Regions from separate parts of the Mus musculus genome. Here all the other regions are linked to region 1. The links are chromatin contacts, called in public Hi-C maps. All regions are on one chromosome and are shown on one strand. The core of a region is the stretch at or near the end of the contact, and the rest is flanking DNA. Distances in the headings are between cores, read along the strand shown.

Region 1 (4,571 bases), core at 997-3,496:
AGTTCAGAATTTGAATTTGTAGTCTCTTTCCAGTGCTGGGTGGGATCGCAGGCATGCACCACCACACACAGCTATTTTTCTCTGTGCTATTCTGTGTTTTAAATACTACAGATTACAAGGGTAGAGATGCATATCCAGGAAAAAGAAAATGTTCAGATGGTACATAAGAGCAGGTGGTAAAATGTGAATTTCTCTTCACCTCTCAGCACAGTGCCCCAAAGACTCTCAGCTCCTCTGGGAGTGTTACTAGCCCAGGCTGCAGCTACACAGACATCTAACATAACCAGGCACACATTACAACCTGACCTTCACGATTCATGTCTCTCATCAAGTAGTGCACCTTATTCATTGAAACAGCCGAACAAATCTCATCACGTCGAATAGAATAGATTCCTCTCCAAGAGAGACTATCTCTTTTATTTCATAACCAAGCAAACCTCCATCTCTTCTTGCCAGGCCCTCAGCCCTCAGCCCTCAGCCCTCTGCCCTCCCTGTCTAATCTCTACTCTCCTTTAGTCTGCCCTGCACACCTCAGTAAAACCCACTGTTCTAAATCAAAGTCCTGGATGCTCATCTTGGAAGATACCACTGCAGTTTGACACCTTCTCAGCCATGAACTTGGAATATACCTCTTAAACACTCTGTGTTCCTGCTCCCTCTGTCGTTGCGTTTTATGTTATCATTACATAATTCCTGAGCCTTCATACTTTAGTGAAGGTGGCTATTTAGTTCATAGTTCTGTATACTCAAAAGTCATAGGTAGAGTAGATTCATAGTAGATTACTCTGTAATGAGGGACCCTTCATTGGATCATGATTTGAGAGACGGAAAGGGAAGCCACCATGTGCAGAAGGGCCTGCTGTGTAGGAGGGCTAACTTTATAAAAATCAGTTGGGAAAACACATTGCTAATCCCTTCCAGATCATGCCTACTATGTCACAACTTCACCAGCTCTCATCGCCTCAGTCTTAGACACACAATCAAGAAGATCAAGCCTATGGCTGCCACATGAGCCCTCAGAGATCAAAGCAAATGGGGGCCATCACAGATGCTTGCCTCATTGACCTCCTATAAGAGAAAGAGGAAAGGGAGATGATACAGGCCAATCGTGTGCTCAGAACAATGCCGGACAATTCAGTGTTCAGGGTCCAGCAGCTGCCATAATTAATGAGTATTTACTTGTTCTCAGTGTCTACTTATAAACAAACCTGAGGTTTGTATCCGATGCCTTTAAAACTATGGACTCAGCTTGAGGGTCAACTGCACTGTCTATGGTTGGTCTTTCTTGACTGCCCTCAGCCTTTTCCTACAGGCCCCTGGATTCTGAGCCTTTACTAATGTCCTGAGGATATCACTAACACCTCTCCTTCCACCCTACTGTTTCTGACTCCTGTGCAGCTCTGTACTTAGATGCTTGTCTTAGCTCTAAGCTACTACCTTCACCTGTGGTCCTTATTCCTGCCCATTTGTTCCTCCCTCCCACCACCAACATAATTTCCTTTAGGTTCAGGTACCCTGTGGTTATGGCATGAGCCTTTTCAACCCAGATTAGTGGTGCATTGGGCCACCACTCTATATAATGCATCATAGCCCAGCAACTAAGTTCCCTGCTACCTATTCATAGGTAGCTTCCCAGTCTCACTTGCACAGTGAGGCCTCTGGAGGAGCCCCACTGCATATCAGGTACCCTTCTATCCTTTCTCTATGCCTCCTGGTCTCTGTGATGGTTCCACCTCCTTATAGCCAACATATCACCCACCACCTACACCAAGCACCAATTATAAAGCAGTTATCAATAATAGTTAGCAATCAATCAACAGCTAAGCACACAGTCAGTGCTATTCCGGCTTTATGTGGACGAATCTACCAGGACAGTCTTAGGTACCATTATCCCTCTCATCTTATATATTAAGTTGCAGTCAGAGGCCGAGCTGTGGGCCTCTGGCAATGGGATGAAGACCATCCTCTCTCCTAAGTCTCACACTTCTGTGTCCTTTACATCTGAATTTACAGACACTAAAGTCAGCTTCCCAAGCAAATACAAGCTGTTTTCCCAGCTAAAACTGTCTCTAAGCAAGATGACAGTCATCCTTCATTATCTTCATTCTGCCTTCCTGGCCAGCCTCAGACACTGCGGCTGATGCCTGTTTTCATTCCAGAAAGTTCCTCCCCAGGTGATCCCTGCACAGGCTCAGTATTGCCACACTGCAGGGGTGAGCGGAGCACATAGGAAGTTCTTTGCTGCCCCCTGCTGTTCAGCATGAGCTATGAGGGGGGAAAGAACCTGACAGATTGTCTTCCTCCCCCAAATGTCGGTCTCAGTTTCCATGGATCTTGTTTTGCAGAGGTCTCTCTTAATGCAGTTTAGTTTAGTGTAGCATTTTCCAGACTTGATTTCCATCTCCTCGTGGCAGATGCTTAAGCGAGTCCCCCAGCTAACCCAGGTTGTAGCCCAGCATAGGGAAAGTACACTCAACAAAAAGCCCAAACAGGGATCTGATAGATGCCAACTCTCTCCTCATATGAGACTGGCCACCGAAAATGTCATTTTCTAAACATCTCTCCATATTAAAGACGGATTAAATCAACACTTCACTGTGCTGTTTAAGAACTGCTGGGCTGTTGTGATCATAAAAAGATAAAGAAATAATAAGATATGTTCTATGGGGGTGTGGTGAGGTGTGGGAGAAAGGGGTGCCTTAGCCAGCCCATGCCAAGGCATTCTTCCCCCTGAGAGACCAGCCACACTATGGTATAGCATAGAATAGAGTTTATTTAGGACATGGGGAGGGGAGTTAAGAGAGTAGTAGAGGCAGAGAGAAGGAAAGAGAAGTAGAGGCCAGCCATGACCACGGGGAGAGAGGGGGGAAGGGAATGGAGAGGGGGGGAACAAGGGGGCAAGAGGCAAGAGAGTAAGAGAACAAGAGAGAGAGGAGGGGGCAAACAGACACTCTTAGAGTGGGCCAGACCTACCTGGCTGTTGCCAGGTAACTGTGGGGTGGAGCTTAGACAGAATCCCAACATGGGCCACTGGTTTGTCCTCTGTTTCAGCTGGAGAGAAAAAAAAGGGCCAAATGTTAAGGAGGGCACCAAGCAACACAAAGAAAGGAAAGGAAACCACAAATATCCCTGTGTTAACATCCTTTCACTTGAGAAGTGGCTCACCTGTGAAGTCTTCATTGTTGGTAGAAGAGCTGATGCTCAAAGTGCTAGACACTGGTTGGGGAAGGGATCAAATCCCCAAAGGAAGAGAAGCCTAGTGAATAAAGGATGGACAGTAAATGCAGACCAAAGAAGGCTCCTGCACTTGTCTTCATGGTCCCCTGACCTGGAGGTGCCTGGCGGCACCTGGCGGCAGGTGTGCCTGACAACTTAACTCCCGCAGCCAGTCCCAGAGACCCAGGTTAAATGACGAATAAACAAAAACAAAAACAAAAAAACAAAACCCCTCACCTCCAGCAAAGCTGTTGGCACCTGGAAATGGAGATGAAAGATGATCTGCATTCAAGGACCTCACGACTGTCTCTTTGAACTCCAGAACTATCTCTCATTTCAGCATTGAGGTTGCCTCCCACACATCAGTACCAGGAGCAGAATCCAGGCCCCAGATCCAGGATCCAGCTCTCTGCTGCTCTCTGGTTCCTCATTCTTTCTCTTGCTTTCTTTCTCTCCTCCCAACTTCCCTCTTCCTCCCCCCTCCCTCCGCTCCCCTTCTCTGTGTGTTGTTTTTAGATTATTTATTCAATAGTGCATAGTAACTGTACAACAGTATGAGTCTAACATTTCCATAATGCTCACTGGTCATCTCATCTCCATTCTTATTGCACCCTCCCCTTAATCCATCCATTATACCTTTCCCAAATAGTCCCCAATCGACTTTTAGGTCTCTTTGTAAAAGCTGGCTCTTTACATATGAAAGAAAACATGCATGAGGTAGAGTGACTGTCAGACTACAATCTGGCCATAAGGGGAACTTAGTGTACTTTTGACACATCACCGCTTGTGCACACTGCCTAGTCAGTCATGTGCAGCCCATGAGGAGGAGATGGATTTTAGATGATGGGGAAATGTTTCAGGGAGGTTCTGGAAAGACGTTTGGTTGCCACAGGCTCCTGGCCACCTTGGACTCAAGTCAATTTCTCCATTTCCTGTGTCTGTGGGGTGGGAAAGTAGCCTCTTTGAGTGACCACCTCCCCTCCGAGATTATTTCCCTTGCCAGCCCTGCCACCCTCATATACCTTGTCCAACAGTTTCAGTATTCATACCTGTGTCACTAAGATTTGATTACATAACATTGGACCCCCTCATACACAGCTCCAACCTCAGGTACTCCACTGTATGAAGTTTGAAGAATCACACAGGTTTCAGGCTGTGTGACTATAGCAGACTGGCTTAGGGAAGAAGGACTCGTACAGACACCCTACAGTGTGAATGATGGACCTTACCCTAATAGGATCTGAGAGCTAAGGTTTCAGGGCTGCCCTTCGAGACTCCTGAACTCTAGACAAATCCCTGAGTCTCATTCTCATCTTCATTTTTTTTCTTCTCTTTTTTTCCTTTTTTTTTAACCT
Region 2 (5,099 bases), core at 261-2,760, 540 kb before region 1:
CTCAGAGCTTGGGGCAGGCTTAGGGATCTAAGAGCAGAGTCCCTCCCCACTTCTTGTTCCATACAGCTTGGGCAGATGTGGGCCACACCTCTCACTAGACAGGGAGTCCAGACTCTTGTTTGGGTACCCTGTGAAGATGAAAGGGAAGGCTGCTGACTCCTTTGGAAGGGACCCATGAGTTTTTATCCAAAAAGATCCAGCCTGGTATTTCTGGGACCTCTTGCACACTTTGCAGATATGCAGATCAACCTGTGTGCTGATTTTCAGCTGTGTCTCTTCACTCTGCAATTCGTTTATGTCTTATGCATTCAGTGTTTCTCCAGACGAACTGAGTGCTTAGTGTTTGAGTCTTTATTTCTATTTCCCTGGGGTGCACATGTGTTGTCTGTCTATTCACCTGTGTGTGCACATGTAGAAATCAGAGATTGATATGCGTGCCCTCTATTGCTCTCTATCCTATTGTCTGAGACAGGTCTCTCAGCGAACCTTGAGCTCACCATTTCCACCATGCTGACCATGTAAGCTCAAGGATGCACCTGTCTCTAGCCCTTTAGAGCTGGAGTTACAGGCACGTCACATCCAGCTGTTATGTGGATGTTAGAGATCCGAACTCCGATCCTTACACTTGCATATCAAGTATGCGTTAGCTGCCACACCATCTCTTCAGCCTGTGTTTGGGTTTTTCAAAAACAAGATGCCCGGACCTGGTGTAACCTGTAGAATATCTGCATAGGGCCTCTAGCTGGACTCTGACCCCAGGAAGGAAAGATGGCTTGGGCGGTTAGTTTGACTTACGGGTTCTGCTGAGTTGATTTGTGTGTGCTGGGGCTTCTCCTGTAACTGTGACTTTGAAACTTCCCTCTTCCCCCTGGCCTGCCCCACCCCCACATCTCTTCTTCCATCCTGAAGAGTCGTCTTTACTTGGAGAGGAAAACAGGTTGTGAGTAGAGTCCTGGTCTGACACAACCCTCGGGCTCTTCAGGAGGGACTGACAACACACACAAGCAGTACCTGGGGAGCTCCATGACAGCCTTAGAGGAACTAGGCTCGCAGCCTGACTTGCTCATGGTCTAGCTGGATGCCTGGAGAGACTCCTTTCTAAGCCCTTCTTTGTCACCTGATGGTGGAGCTATGGTGACTTCATCCCTGCATAGCTGTGAGGAGGGGGGTAGGAGAAAAAAAGCACACCCAGGGCAGCATCTGACATAGAGCAGCCTTCCATCCTTCTGCTGTGACAGTGGCCATCAGCAGCCATTTGCAGTCCCCGTACCACGCTCCGACAGCATCACCCAGCTGGTCGCTGTGCCCATAGGACAGCAGGCTGTCCTGACTGGCCGTGCCAGGGGCACGAGCCCCAGGGCTGTGGCCTGGGGAAGGTCCTGCATGGAGCCCTCCACAGCAGCCCCACTGCTCTCTCTCTCCCCCCAGCAGCGTCTTCGCCCTGCCTGATCCTTAACAGTTTTGACAGGCCAGCCTATTTTTAGAAACCTGTTCCCACTCTTTCTCCCTGTGGGAAAAGGAAAGCAAGTTAAATTTTAGAATTAACCCACCACCCTCCCTCCTCCAGTGTATGCTAGTATATAAACCAGCTACCAGGGAAGGACTGAATTGGGGCATCAGGCAGGAGGGGGTTGGGAAGGCCGCTGTGGGCTGACCACAGTATTCATCAATGCTCTGGGCCTCATCATTTGCGTACCAGTAGGACACAAGTTCAAAGCAGTAAGCAGCTTGCCAGGCTACAGCATGGATTGGAACCTGACAACCTTTGCACTATTGCAGGTGACTGTGGGTGGCCCCATGGGTGGTTGGCTGGCTGTGTGTTATTCATCATGAGGAGGAAGACTGGTGTCTTCTCTTAGCCCCTAAGAGCCTTTGGCCTTTCAAAGCTCTCACACCCCAGCCAATTTGTTCCTGACAGAAGCTCTGAGGAAAAGGCCAAATCAAAACTTCTCGCCCACTCTGCTCTCTGGAACCAGCCTCCAGCTATCCGAGATGAAATCAAAGACCAGATGTCCTGTGGTGACTGGGGCAGGGTGGCATCTCCTGATCCCTGGGCAGAGCCTGTCCATGACCAGTTCACTAACATGTAGGACCCAGCTCAGTCTCAGGGAGTCTCCCAAGAAACATATTCAACTTGAAAATAAGAATTAAAGCCAAGGTTAGTCGTTAGTTTTATAACAGTGTACCTGATCACGACTTGTAAGAAGGTAAATGATATCTGTGTCCTGCGTCTGATCTAGTTACACTTAAGCTTGGGTGGGGACCTCTTCCATTCTGAGGTTTGATTTGAGGGAGGGGAAGATTGGCAGGCCTGGATCCTGGCATCCCCAAATCTGCCTTGCAAAAGACTTCCAGAAAGTAAGCATAGGGGCCCCCACAATGCCCAGGCCTGCAGTAAGGCTAAGTGGCACACCACTGTCCCCAGATCTGTCCTACCCTCTCATCACACCCCTTCCCAGACCACACTAATGACACACAGAAGCCCCATTACCTCTCAGCAGTGAGTAGTCCAGGCCTTGGCCATACCAGTTGGGCATGCTCACAGGCACCTTTCAGCTTGGCGCTCTTTCATTGGACAAACCCAACCTTTCTGAGTGTGTGATCTTATCAGAGCTGATTTGGTATCTGGCATTTCTAGGGCTATGTGATGGTATATGTCAAGGTATCTTAAACTGTTTCCAGTCATGGTATATTTTACCTGGCAAACACACACACACACACACACACACACACACACACACACGCACGCACACACACACACACAGAGTAATGAAAAAAAATACTGATAATAAATTAGAATGAAGTTTATTTAAAAGCAGCTATTTGGTTTTTTTGTTTTGATTTGTTTTTTACTGGATATTTTCTTTATTTACATTTCAAATGTTATCCCCTTTCCTGGTTTCCCTCCCTCCTGGAAATACCCTATCCCATCCTCCCTCCCCCTACTACTATGAGGGTGTTCCTCCACCCACCCACCCACTCCCACCTCCCCACCCTCGATTCCCCTATGGGCATCTATGGAGCCTTCATAGGACCAAGGACCTCTCCTCCCATTGATGCCTGACAAGGCCATCCTCTGCTACATATGCAGCTGCAGCCATGTGTACTCCTTTGTTGATGGCTTAGTCCCTGGGAGCTCTGGGGGGGTCTGGTTGGTTGATATTGTTGTTCTTCCTATGGGGTTGCAAACCCCTTCAACTCCTTCAGTTCCTTGTCTAACTCCTTTATTGGGGACCCCACACTCAGTCCAATGGTTGACTGAGAACATCTGCCTCTGTATTTGTAAGGCTATGGCAGGGCCTCTCAGGAGACAGCCATATCAGGCTCCTTTCAACATTTAAAGGAGCTATTTAGTACACATATAATTTTATTGTTTGCTAAAGTCAAAAGCAAATTTAAGAAGGTGGGCATGGCTGTTTACTTTACATAAAGAGTTAAACCTTGGCACATTGTTTAATGCCGCAGGACATGGAGCACACTCAGTGTTTCTCAGAACTGACTGATAATCTTGAATTTGTAATTGTTCAGGCTGAGGACACCACTTTACATAAACACATAGTACCAAATGGCAGAAGGATGTTCAGGGCCATTTCAGAAACTGTTGGAAATTCTATTCTAATCCCAACCCAAATTTTCATAATTTGTTATCTCTTCCCTAGCTCTGCCTCTCATTCATGGCCTTGTCTTAATTATTATTTTATATATTTAAAAATACACAAATGAAGCCTGCTAAGTCCATTCCATGATGCTTGTATTGATATGTTTTTTAGGCCCACCACTTGCTATTGGACAATCAATTAGAGGACTCATCCCTGGGGAAGACTAATTATCCCTCTCTCAGCAGTCACTAAGTACCTGTGTCTCTTCCTCTAGTAGCGAGGCCCTGTAAGATTTCTCCCATCTTTATTGGCATGTCAGCTAGTGTCAGTGGTTGGATCTTGTTCAGACAACCATATTGTTGAGGTCTCACGGTGTACCTTCCCTGTCTAGGAGGAGACAATCTCAAGGCAGACTTCTTGGTCCTCTGGTTCTTACTATTCAGCTACAGTCCCTGAGCCTTACCTATAGGGGTTGTATGGTAGATGTATCAGTGGAGGCCATGATCAGTTGTTATTCTCTTCATTGTCACCAGCTGTGGCTTTCTGCAATGATCTTAGTCTGCTGCAAAAAGAAGCTTGTTTGCTGAGAGATGGGAGTGACATTATCTATGGGTATAAAGATATATTATGGTATATATGGGTATAAAGATATACATATCTAGAATGCAGTTAGAAATCATATTTGTTTAGGAAAGTCATGGTAGTAGGTTCTCCTGCAGGATCCATGGCTTCAGCAGCTCCAGATAGTTGGCTAGGTCAATCAGTACCAGGAATGACAGAGTAGGCCTAAAGTCTAATTAGACAACTATCGGTTATGGAAAAGGTATTCCTGTTACTCTTGTACCTTTAGGGACATTTTGCCATGCTGGTCATAGGTATCAGGGGACTATTGGTTGCTTCCTTCTCTTGGAAGTCTCCATAGCAACTTCTAGTGCTAGGAAAGCTAAGTCTCCTGGTGGAGGCTTTCAGATCAGATGCAGCTCAGTTAACCTGAGCACTGTGTCTGAAGTGCATGGTGGCTTTTGGCAATAGGGACTTTCAGTCAACGTGTGGGAGGCAGCAATAGTCTATATTGTTTAGAGAGACTCTTAGACTTTCCTGACTAACAGATTGAAAGGAGATTTCTCATGCCTGGTACTGAGGTTTTGGTTAAGATAGTCTATGGCTTTGATGGGAGCATTATTACCCTAAGTGGTGTAACTTCATCTAAAATACTTCACACACACACACACACACACACACACACACACACACACACACACACGCATATGTGTGTGTGTGTGTGTAATTTTTGTATGTACAAGATTCCTTATGGTTCTTCAAGCATCCTTAGTGTTTGCTTTCTCTCCTCTGCAATTAAAGGTCCCCTCTGCTCATTTTCCTGTTCCCCTTTTCATCTGTATCCTGCTAATATTCCTCTCTTTAGAGCTCTCAAAGGCCATGGTCCCTTTTTAATTTCCTGGTTTTTGCAGTTAATCCAGGTTGTATACTCACATCTAA
Region 3 (4,876 bases), core at 1,104-3,603, 590 kb before region 1:
CTGTGGGTCATGCTTCTTGGTGACGGGTAAATGTCCAGTTGATGGCCTGCAGTGTTGGGTGCCATTCTCATAATTACCATCAGTGCCTCTGCAGCTCCAGGTGAGGGCCATCAACTACACTCTATTCTCCATCCCATGAATGTAGGGTTCCTATGAGCAAGCAGCAAGTCTGTAAGTGCAGAACCAGAGCCAAAGAAGACAGAGGGCACTGATGGAGAATTCACTGCTTCCTTGCCATTCTGTAAGGAGTTTGCCATACAGTGAAAGATGGCAGACCTTGGCATGGTGGGGTCAGGGGTCCTACCTCAGGGGTAGTCTCTGTTTCCTAGTACCTTGCAAGGCAGACCCTCCAAGAACATCTGAGGAAAGCATAGCCTGCCTCTTAACCAAAAGCCACCATCCCATTCCTGGACACAGTCCAGCCAGCTTCCTCTAGGCAACCGTGCTGTTCGCAGCCTAATGACTCTCAATCTCCTTTGGGTGCCAGCTCAGTTAACAGAAGTCGTTCTGTGCAGCCACCACATACGCGCTAAAGATCATCAAGTGTAATGTTTCCAACAAAGTCCACGGGAAGTCCTTTCTCTTCCTGACTAATTTCCTCACCGAGCATTCCTGTTTGGTTGCATGGTACTCTGCAGCCTTCTCAAGCTGCGTCCGTGTACCCACATCGTCCCTCTGCCTAGGCTTTCTCTGAGGGATCAGTAACTAGCTGTGCACGGCTGGACCAGAGCCCTGCCTCCTAGGAAAGCAGCTACTCATGTGTCACTCTTACATGGTGTCTGGAGCAGGGGCAGGGGCATCTGTGGGCTCCCTGATCTCCTGAGTTCCTGCTGAAAGCAGACCCGTTTATGTGAGAAGAGGAGGAGTCAGGGAGATGCAGTTGTTTCAGTTTGAGTAAGGTCAAGTTCAGATGCCGCCGTGTGGGGTTCCCTGGCCATGGCATGCTTCTGCGCACACAGGGTTCCGGTCACATCTCTCATCAGAATTGATCCCATTCCCGTACAAGTTCCTCTACGATCCAAGAGACCAGGCTCTGGGGAGGCACCAGACAAGTGTCCAGAGTATCACCAGCTAGCTGGGGCTAAGTCCATGGGCGTTTTGCATTTTCTCTACCACGATTTTCCCTGGAAGTCCCTCATGGAGGCCTGTGGGCAGAGAGCTGTGAATTGTCTCCCAGCATGATCTCTTTCAAACTCAGTTTTGTGGGATGGCTCTGGGCATGGGATGAAGCCTTCATAAGAAAGATAGGTGGGAAGAGAGAGTCCATAGCTGTCCAGCCGGCTGGCTGGACTGATGTACAGCTGAGCAGATAGATGGACAGTTGGGTAAACAGAGTCAAAAGAGTCACCATGCCGTGACTAGTGAAAGTGTAGATGGTAGTGTGCCCTTGCAAACCAGTAAGTGATTGGGTCAGCCAGTTCACTGACATAGCAAAGAATCCTCCTAAAACCAGTGACTTACACAACCCAGGCTTGTCAGACGTGTTGTGCATCGCTCTTTCTTGTGGTGAAGGGTGACTCAGTTTATTCTAGGACAACGATGATACGGAACTGCAAAAAAGCCCTTGGGAGCTCCTGTCTCTCTGAGGGACACTGATTTGGGACTAGTTATGAAGAGTCAAAGTGCTGGGTCAGGAGGTGGGGTTGTAGTGGTGACTGGCTTAGTCACCTGAGTAGCCAAGGTGGCCACTACAGAACTGGACAGTGACTGAGGTCATGTGTGGAAGAGGACAGAGTGCCTTCCTAGCATGTGTGAGGCCCTGGGTTCAACCCCCAGCACCATAGTTAACCATCATCATCATCGTTGTCGTCATCATCATCATCATCATCATCGTCATCGATAGTAATCACCACTGAGATGGACACTCAGCACCAGTTATGTCCAATTTTGGACATCACAACACAACACTGTCATCTTCAAAGTTCAAAAACAATTAAAAAGCCCCTCTTAAGTAAGTTTGTGATCTCTTTCAAGCCATTATCACGGCTGTGAGTGGTACACACATATACAGCCTGGGAGTCATCAGTCAAACGCCACTGCTGGCTTAAGCCTCAGGGGTCTGCTTCACTCTCAATCCTCTGGCTTCATTTGCTATGCGTAGCTGATGAGAGTGCAGGTACCAGGTCATTTGAGTGACGGCTTGATTTCCAAAGAGGATGGGCAAAGGCCTCCCGTGTCATTGGGGTCTGGTGTGCCTAGCAGGAAAGAGCAGAAAGGTTCAAGGAGGACCAGGAAAATGAGAGCACCAGGCCATCTTCTGGACAAGGTCCCAGAACCTCCAGGATAGTGGACATTGGTGCCAAGCCAGAGCGAAGCAAGCTGGAACAGCAGATGGCTGAGGTATGTCTCAACAGGATGACCCAGAAAAGCCTCCTCACCCCCTGGCCTGTTTTTGCTCTTTGGAAGGAGCCTGCTGGTTCTGCCTCAGGGACTGTGAGATTTATCAAAGCATAGGCCACAGGGCATGTCGCTTAGCTCCAGAAATGACCATCCTCATGGTATCCCCCCTGATGATACTTATTGAATAGACACATGCTGGGATGTAACCCAGAACACACGCTTGACCCACCAGATAATTGTAAGCAAAACCCATCCATGGCAAAGAGTCATCCTGTACCCCCTGATGTCTCAGGAAGTCCTGTTGTTGTGTTAGGGAACACAATGCAGCCCTGAAGCAGAAGAGGGGAGCTGTAGCTCTAACATCTGCGGCACGGCTCAGAATGCAGCGACACGCTCCAGGGGAAAGCTGTGTGGTCCAGATTCCAAAAGGCCACCTAGCACCACCGTGTGACTTAGGCTGGGGGCCCAGCTGCCGTGACGCTGAAACAGGGGGCCTCGGGTTACCCACCGTGAACTGACCATTGCAGAAGCCTTCAGGACATTATCACTCAACTCCTGATATCTGCAGGACACTGTGTACCGAACGGATCTGCCTCTGGGCTTGCCCGCACAGCCTGTCTAGACAGTAAACCCGCAGTGGGGCTTTGGCTTTTGAAGTGACATCACCCAGCATCAGGAAAGCCGCCAGGGGAAGCTGCCAAGGCGAAACAGAGAGGAAACAATGCTCTCAGATTCGAGCATGAGGTACACAGCTCAGGAGCATTTTTAAGCACTGTGATCCATTCAAGTATACAGGCTTCTATTTCAGGGTCTGGGAAATAAACATATATATATATGCATATTTACATAGAGAGCAGTATCTATATATTTGTCCGCTATATATAGGAAGTGATCCAACTTGAGCTCTGTGCACACAGAGATTTTTTTGAATATATATTTATATATAATAACAGATCTATGCATATTCCTGAGAGCCTACCCTGGTTCACATTATAAAATGATGGACTGTATTCTGGATTGTTTATGGCCACTATTAGCCCCTTTACACATTCATTCATTCTCTTTCTCCCTCCCTCCCTCCCTCCCTCCCTCCCTCCCTCCCTCCCTCCCTCGCACTCTCTCTCGCTCTCAGGGGGGAGGGAAAAGCTCTCTCATGCATATATATGTTTTACTGGCCTTCTGTAAGAAGCATTGTGCACTTCAGTGTGAGGAGCAGTGAATGATGCTTTCTTTGCCAGGTGCTTGGAAACTTGTGAAGGAACTGAACAAAGTATCAGTCCCCTTGGATGAGCATGCATGGACCTGCAAGACCACCAGCTAGCTATAGCTGCTGGCTCTCTTGGGCTCTGCAGGCTCAGTGGTTGGGTTGTAAACCATCACCCACCACATTCCTTATCTCCTGCTCCCCTGCACTGTTTTGCTACTCGAAGTCTTATAAGACAGCGATTCAGAGTGAGTATCATCCAGGAGAGACAGTCGTACCCTTGGGTATGGTCTGGGTAAGGGGCCAGAAACCATTCACCAGTCTCAAGTCCAGGTTCCTGGGATCCCAGGGCCCTGCTCACTGGTGCAGGACACACATTGTCCCGGGAGAGGTCTAATGTAGTCCTGTCATCTCCAACCACTCCTCTGGGAGGTAGGTGTTCCATCTTTCCTTTGAACCCAAGACAGGGTTGGCTCTTCCTTCCCATCTTCCTGTGTCCTGCCAATCCCTGGCTTTGCACTTTCCGTCCCCCTCAATTCTTTCTGCATGTCAGGGTCCCATGAGGCTAGAAGCCACACACCCAGATCTGGCTCACAGCTTCCTTGTGATAAACACCATTGAACAAGTGACTCCAAAAAAAGCATATTCTGATTGACCCGCACAGATAGCTTCCAGAGCTTGCTAATGTCTTGGGGTGATAAAGAGAACTATTGATCTGAGGTGACATTGATTGACCAGGCCACCCAGATGACTGGACTCCTTGCTGCTCCAGGATGCTCACTCTGTCTCTCACACTGTATCCAATAGACACAGCACTGTAGCAGCATCAAAGACTGATGGGAAATAGGAAGGTGCTTCCTGGGGTGCAGTTTATTGCTCACCTGTGAGACCATTTGCTGCTGTGGTCATTGGGCAGCTTCCGATATGGCTAGAATAGTGTTTGCTGACACCGACTAACAGGGGCTCAGCAAAAAACTTACATTTCTTTCAGAGCCTGCCCAAACAGGTGTTTATCTAGATAGTTTGCAAATATCTATCTTCATTTGTTTATTTCCCAAATAATACATCCACCGTACTTGTGTAGTTTTCTGTGTTCACGTCATCCCACCAGGCTCTATTTGGTGAGTTCTGCAGATTGTCATGGACTAGCTGGAGTCTGGGACTGGGCCATTGATAAAAGGCAGCAGATACAGTATTCTCTTGGCTTCCACCCTCCTGCCTTGTTGCTGCCTTTGGGAGGCAGAACTAAGAGCTCAATTCAATTTAGGTTAGATTCTGATATTCTCTTCTGTAGGGAGTCTCCTGGCCAGTCATCAGCTCTTCAGAACCCTT

The links. Hi-C and Micro-C count contacts between places; a contact is called where the count stands out from the background.
Region 2: a contact with region 1 is called in a Hi-C map of cortical neurons, with 4 times the contacts expected there. The contact joins two enhancer-like sites. A contact is called at or near these places in 2 of 484 Hi-C or Micro-C datasets (the N1E-115 cell line and cortical neurons).
Region 3: a contact with region 1 is called in a Hi-C map of cerebellum, with 2.5 times the contacts expected there. The contact joins two enhancer-like sites. A contact is called at or near these places in 2 of 484 Hi-C or Micro-C datasets (cerebellum and embryonic stem cells).

Annotation. Positions count from the first base shown.
Region 1 is chr15:72,081,501-72,086,071 of GRCm38.p6, reverse strand. It overlaps a transcript of Col22a1 not described here. Among named protein-coding and RNA genes, the nearest start is that of Col22a1, 50 kb to the right of the region's middle. Within about 2 kb of position 2,246, at least 10 of the 459 cell types and tissues checked have an H3K27ac peak or open chromatin away from gene starts, as enhancers often do. A contact at or near this core is called in cerebellum and cortical neurons, where this site is marked.
Region 2 is chr15:72,622,547-72,627,645 of GRCm38.p6, reverse strand. All of the region lies in intron 20 of Trappc9 (trafficking protein particle complex 9), which reads left to right. Among named protein-coding and RNA genes, the nearest start is that of Kcnk9, 77 kb to the right of the region's middle. Within about 2 kb of position 1,510, at least 14 of the 459 cell types and tissues checked have an H3K27ac peak or open chromatin away from gene starts, as enhancers often do. A contact at or near this core is called in cortical neurons, where this site is marked.
Region 3 is chr15:72,666,543-72,671,418 of GRCm38.p6, reverse strand. All of the region lies in intron 20 of Trappc9 (trafficking protein particle complex 9), which reads left to right. Among named protein-coding and RNA genes, the nearest start is that of Kcnk9, 120 kb to the right of the region's middle. Within about 2 kb of position 2,353, at least 5 of the 459 cell types and tissues checked have an H3K27ac peak or open chromatin away from gene starts, as enhancers often do. A contact at or near this core is called in cerebellum, where this site is marked.